2 separate regions of the Sus scrofa genome follow, and region 2 is linked to region 1. The links are chromatin contacts, called in public Hi-C maps. All regions are on one chromosome and are shown on one strand. The core of a region is the stretch at or near the end of the contact, and the rest is flanking DNA. Distances in the headings are between cores, read along the strand shown.

Region 1 (2,940 bases), core at 275-2,774:
TTGCCATCTGAGGTTCTGAGTGGCGCGACTGCCCACAGCTGGCCACAGTTCCTCAGCCTGCTTACAGTCAGAAGGTTCTTGGGAATGTTGCTGTGAACAAAACCGAAGCCCTTCAGCCACCTCCGGCAGAGGGAACCACAGACAGACTCATTGCCTTCCCCAGGCTCCTAACTTGAGTTGACCCACTTTGTTGCTCAATTTCTGAAGTCCCGTGCCCTTAACGAGGGTCCAATACGCAAAACTGACTGAGCGGGCAGACACAAAATTGCAGGGTTTTTGTTTTGTTTTGTTTTGTTTTCCGTTTCAGGGCTGCACCCACCACGTATGGAAGTTCCCAGGCTAGGGGTCAAATCAGAGCTGCAGCTGCTGGCCTACGAACACAGCCACAGCAACCAGATCTGAGCTGCCTCTGCAACCTATACCACAGCTCATGGCAACACCGGATCTTTAACTCACTGAGCTAGGCCAGGGATGGAACCCGCATCCTTGTGGATACTACTTGGATTCTTTATCACTGAGCCATGATGGAAACTCCAGAATTGCAGTTCTGGACCTAAGCTTTGGAGGCCCAAGAGTTTGATTCCAGTACTGTGTCTGCTATGTACACGTAACTGCACCTGCTGTATCTCAGTTTCCTCATCTGCACAGTGGGTAAGACTTAACTTACCTACTCTGCAGAATTGTTTAAGGATGAATAAAAATTGTATGTTAAAAGTGTTTGTTGTGGAGTCCCATGGTAGCTTAGTGGTTAAGGCTCTGATGTTGTGTCACTATGGCTCGGGTATGATCCCTGGCCTGGGAACTTGTGCATGCCATGGGCACAACCAAAAAGAAAAAAAAAAAAAAAAAGTTTATTATAGTCAATGTGGTTATTATTATCATGAAAAGCTACCCGATCCTGGATGCCAACTGAAACGGATGCTTCGTATCCACTAAGTCACATCCTGGGAAGAGCCACATAGCTGTTGGTCATTAGGAGTGTGTGTGACAAATACATGACGTGCATGGCAACATCCATTCATCTCTTTGTTCATGCTCACAGAACCTCAATAGTGTTTACAGAAGCAGCATGCCCAGCTCTGGTCTTCAGACCCTCTTGTGACCGAATTCAGGCAGAGAGACCCAAGAAGTCTTTTGGGGACAGGAGTGAACTCTGGAAAGCTGTTGCTTCTGTGATAACAAGAGACTGAGCTAGCCTGTGTGGCCTTTCCCTCTTCTCGCCCCATAGTCCTCCTGCCTTGCATACCTAAGTGGTGCTTAGAACCTGGAAAGTGAGAGAAAGGAGATGTGCAGGGACATGGCTCCAGCTCTGATAGGGTAGCGCTCTTTGATCTGACTCTCGATGCCTGCTGATCTCCAAACTTCCTGTTAAATGAGAAATTCCTCTAGGTTTCAGCCACTCAAATGTGGTTTTCAATGACCTGTGGCTAAACCCAGCATGAAGCAATGCCATGTACATGGAACAGCAAGTGATGAGTCCTAAGGTCAACTGCGGACTTTGGGTGATGAACATGTGTCAGTGTGGGTTCATCAGTGGTGACAAATGCATCACTGTGCTGAGTGCCATTGGTCACAGCGGAGGCCGTGTGCCTGTGGGGGCAGGGAGATTGGGGAAAATCGCTACTTCCTCTCAGTTTGGTTTCGAACCTAAAACTGCTTAAAAAAGAAAATTAGTCTTCTTTTTAGAAGAGAAAAGAACTGTGTCTGAAAAAGTTTGAAGTTTGATAACTCACTGAATGCCACCTTCTCTATGAAAGCCCAGAGGCTCTAAATTCTGGGGCCTGGCTTTCCTAACTGGAACAACAGTTGCCTCTGTAATCCTCTCTCTGGCCCTCCCTCCAAAAAGGAGTTTTTTTATAAACATGGTCTTCAATGGCCAACTTTTCAAAATCAAGCTTTTAATTAGGGCTCCAAAGTAAAGTTGGTTCTTGACATGGAGTGGCTGTTCTCAATTCACTGAGCCCTGTTATTCCCATAAATTATAGAAACAGCATGGAATTTAAAACAGCCATGCGAACTTAACTGATTCATTAAATCAAAAATTTAATGGGTACCTATTAAGTTCCAGGCTTTGAGAAGATAAAACACTTGGCAATCACAGTCTAGGGAAGAAGATAGACTCGGAAATAATTAATTTCTTTTTCTTTTCTAGGGCCACTCCCCTGGCATATGCAGGTTCCCAGGCTAGGAGTCTAATCAGAGCTGTAGCTGCTGGCCTACGCCAGAGCCACAGCAACGTGGGATCCGAGCCGCGTCTGCGACCTACACCACAGCTCACAGCCACGCTGGATCCTTAACCCACTGAGGGAGGCCAGGGATCAAACCTGCAACCTCATGGTTACCTTTTGGATTCGTTTCTGCTGTGCCACAACGGGAACTCCCGGAAATAATTGATTTCCAAAAGGCCAGGTGGAAAAATAGCTTTGTGGTTACTCCGAATGAGAAGATGAGAGATCTGACTTATTTATGTATTTCTAAACATTTCACTTTTCCTCTAGGGAACATATATGGACGTAGGGAGCCCAGACAATTCCTCAGACGTTAAACAAAATCCTTTGTTGGATAATAAACCCTGCATGTTGATTTGAAAAATATGGTTACTGGGTTTGACATAGCCTTTGGGGTGGAGACAGACAGAGGTCACGGAGTTAATGTTAGACATTGGCTTCTCTCAGACCCTACCCAGCTCACAGATCTTAGAGATGACCTAAGCTATCTCCCCACTTCTCAGGTGAGGAAATTGAGTCCCAAACAGGTGTATGGCCAAGGAGAACTTGATCCCAAGGTGCTGAGTTAAAACTTGTGGTCCAGAAACCCTCACACTCCTCACATGGGGGTGTAGTATTTCAGGGTTAAAGGTCTTACTGGGAGGAGACCAACGAATGGGAGAGAAAATGGCTTGGTTGTCAGCAAGTATTTACAAGCACATGCTCAGTGCCA
Region 2 (2,940 bases), core at 298-2,797, 330 kb after region 1:
GTGATCAACTCAAGATAGAGCCGTATTTTCAAGGTCAAGTGAGCAGAATTTGCTCGTGATCTGGATATAGGATGAGCGAGAATGAGTCAAAGATAAATCCCATGCTTTTCGTGTGAACTGCTGGAAGAATGAAGCTTCCGTTTGCTGACACGTAGAAACCTGAGGGGGCTAAACATGTGAAAGGTGGGGTAGAAAACACGGGTTTGATCTGGCGTGTTCTAAATTTGGAGTGCCTATTAGATACCCATGGGGCAATGTCAAGTAGGCCACTGGAGATCAGAGTCCAGAAGGGAGGTCTGAGTTGGAGACATAGTACTTGTTGGTGTCAACTCCATGCTTTCTGAAACTCCGTGTGTTCTAAGCCCCAGTGGTAAATGACATAGTCCAGCCAAAAAGCTCTAGATTTACAATAGATTTTTCTAGCCTGAGACAATGTATAAACAAGTAAAACATAAAACCATGATGGGTTTAAGTACAACTCATCTTCAAATGAAATCTGTGGATGTGTTTTTGCAGCCAGGACAAGTATATTCCAAAAATATTCCAAGGATCAAATTAAGACACCCAGTCAGCTAGATCCAGTAATAACTAGTCCCCCTCCCTCCATATCTCCATGTCTTTGTGTAAGAAACAAATCAGTGAAATTGAACTTCATCAGAATTTAAATCTTTTGTTCATCAAAGGACATTATCAAGAAAATGAAAAGACGACCTATAGAAAAATAAAATATTTGCACATCACATATCTGATAAGGGGCTGATGTCCAGAATATATAAAGAGCTCTTAAAATGCAACAACCAAAAAAAAACCCCAGTTTTTTAAAATGAGCAAAGAACGTGGATAGACATTTTTCCTAAGAAGATATACAAATAGCCAACAAGTACCTGGAAAGATGCTTGACATCAATATTCATTAGGGAAATGCACTTCAAAACCATATTGAGATAGCACTTTAAACATACAAGGATGGCTATAATCAAAAGAGTGGAAGATAGAGGGTAGTAAGGATAAGGAGAAATTGAAACCATTGTGCATTACTGGTAGGAATGTAAAATGGTACAGCCAGTGTGGAAAACAATTTGGCAGGTCCTCTCGAAGTTAGAGAATTGCCATAAGACCCAATGGTTCCACTCCTAGATCTATACTCAGGAAGACGGAAACAGAGACCTAAACAAACACTTGTGCACCATTGTTTACAGCAGCACTAGTAACAATATCCAAAAGATAGAAACAGCCCAGATATCCATCAGCAGGTGAACGGAGAAACAAAATGTTGTGTATACATATGATGAATATTAGGAAGCCATAAAAAGATATGAAATGCTCATATGAGTCACATAATGGATGAACCTTGAAAACATGATGCTAAGTGGAAGAAGGCAGACACAAAAGACTGTACAGTATGTGATTCTATTTATATGCAATATCCAGAATAATAAATCCATAAAGGAAGAAAGTAGCATGTTGGTTGCTCAGGGCTGAGGGGAGAGGAAGAAATAGAGAATGACGGTTTTATGGCTACAGGGGCTTCTTTGGGGATGATGAAAATATTCTGGAACTAGACCAAGGTGGTGGTTACACAACATGGCAGAGGGACCGAAGGCCACTGAGCTGTTCCCTTTAGAGTGGTTGGTTTCACATTACATGAATTTCATCTGAATTTTTTTAAAAACTAAAAATTAGGATTGGCAGCAGAAAAAGGCTTGAAGGGCAAATGTCAGAGGCAGACCCTGCCTTTGCAGCAGGAAGCCATTCTTCCATAAATCTTCATAAATAAGCCCTGGGGTCTCCAGTACAGACACAGTTATCACCACCATCTCCTTTAGGCCACAAGAGCCAACACTTCTCTAAAAAAAGCAAGCATCACAAGTTGGTTGTTTCCCTGATTTATATCTGTTGCATTTCTGTTTTCTCTCGCTTACCATGGCCGAAGTGTTTGGAAAATAACTTGTACCCAACTAAGCGGAATAGCCTGATGCCTTGTTTACCGAAAAGGAAAATGAAAGAGACAGAAAGGCAGGACTGAGCACACTGTGCCTTTGAAAGCACAGACTGTACAGGGAGGAACGTGCTGCTATTTCCAGTCTTGTGTGGGTGTGTGGATAACAGGCCTCTGGAAACAGCTGTTTAACAACAGAATGGGGGAGTCTCCTGGGACTCACAGACCCACCCTCTCCAGTGAACCGAAGGAAAGTTCCGAGAGCTTGGGGCGTTCAGTGCATTGAAGCCATTCGAAATGGGGATTCAACGCTGGGGTTTGATTGCGCTGTCGTGTTTAGCTAGGCTTTGTTCCCTCTGTTCAAAAGAATGACTCCAGGAAACTGAAAAGCCAAACCAGAAACAGACAGGGTGTACTTTCCAGAAGAATAAGTGTCCTCAAAGCCACTTCTGCAGGGATCCAGCCTCCCTCTGGGGGTCTGACAATCTGCCCACTTGTGGAAGGAAACTGACTTGAATTGGAAGAGCAGTTGACCCCTGAGCAAACTTTTGTTTTAGGATCCAGCATTAAACACAAACTCTTTGTGAGGATGAGGAATAGAACATGATTTGAAGACCGAACTTGCTCTCATTTTTGTTTGAATGAATCATAAGACCCACCTTCAAAGCATGTCCCCATGCACTGAAAAGTGAAACCACCCCATTTCCATGCAGCTACAGAGAACACACCATAAATAGGACCAGAAGTGGTGGTTTGTTAAAAGCTGGGTAAAAGCTGATTTTTGTTTTGCCTATAAAACCTTGTGTCTTGGAGTTCCCGTCGTGGCGCAGTGGTTAACGAATCCAACTAGGAACCATGAGGTTGCGGGTTCGGTCCCTGGCCTTGCTCAGTGGGTTAACAATCCGGCGTTGCCGTGACCTGTGGTGTAGGTTGCAGATGCGGCTCGGATCCCGTGTTGCTGTGGCTCTGGCATAGGCCAGTAGCTACAGCTCCGATTCGACC

Evidence for each region. A called contact is a pair of places that touch in the nucleus more often than the background predicts.
Region 2: a contact with region 1 is called in a Hi-C map of retroperitoneal adipose tissue, with 2.4 times the contacts expected there. The contact joins two enhancer-like sites. A contact is called at or near these places in 8 of 47 Hi-C or Micro-C datasets (mesenteric adipose tissue, omental adipose tissue, psoas muscle and 3 more) and 1 of 2 datasets of contacts at active chromatin or transcription factors (skeletal muscle).

What each region holds. Positions count from the first base shown.
Region 1 is chrX:9,790,742-9,793,681 of Sscrofa11.1, forward strand. All of the region lies in intron 2 of LOC110257721 (a long non-coding RNA gene), which reads left to right. Among named protein-coding and RNA genes, the nearest start is that of TMSB4X, 140 kb to the left of the region's middle. Within about 2 kb of position 1,525, at least 9 of the 83 cell types and tissues checked have an H3K27ac peak or open chromatin away from gene starts, as enhancers often do. A contact at or near this core is called in retroperitoneal adipose tissue, where this site is marked.
Region 2 is chrX:10,118,129-10,121,068 of Sscrofa11.1, forward strand. No RefSeq gene overlaps it. Among named protein-coding and RNA genes, the nearest start is that of EGFL6, 99 kb to the right of the region's middle. Within about 2 kb of position 1,548, at least 36 of the 83 cell types and tissues checked have an H3K27ac peak or open chromatin away from gene starts, as enhancers often do. A contact at or near this core is called in retroperitoneal adipose tissue, where this site is marked.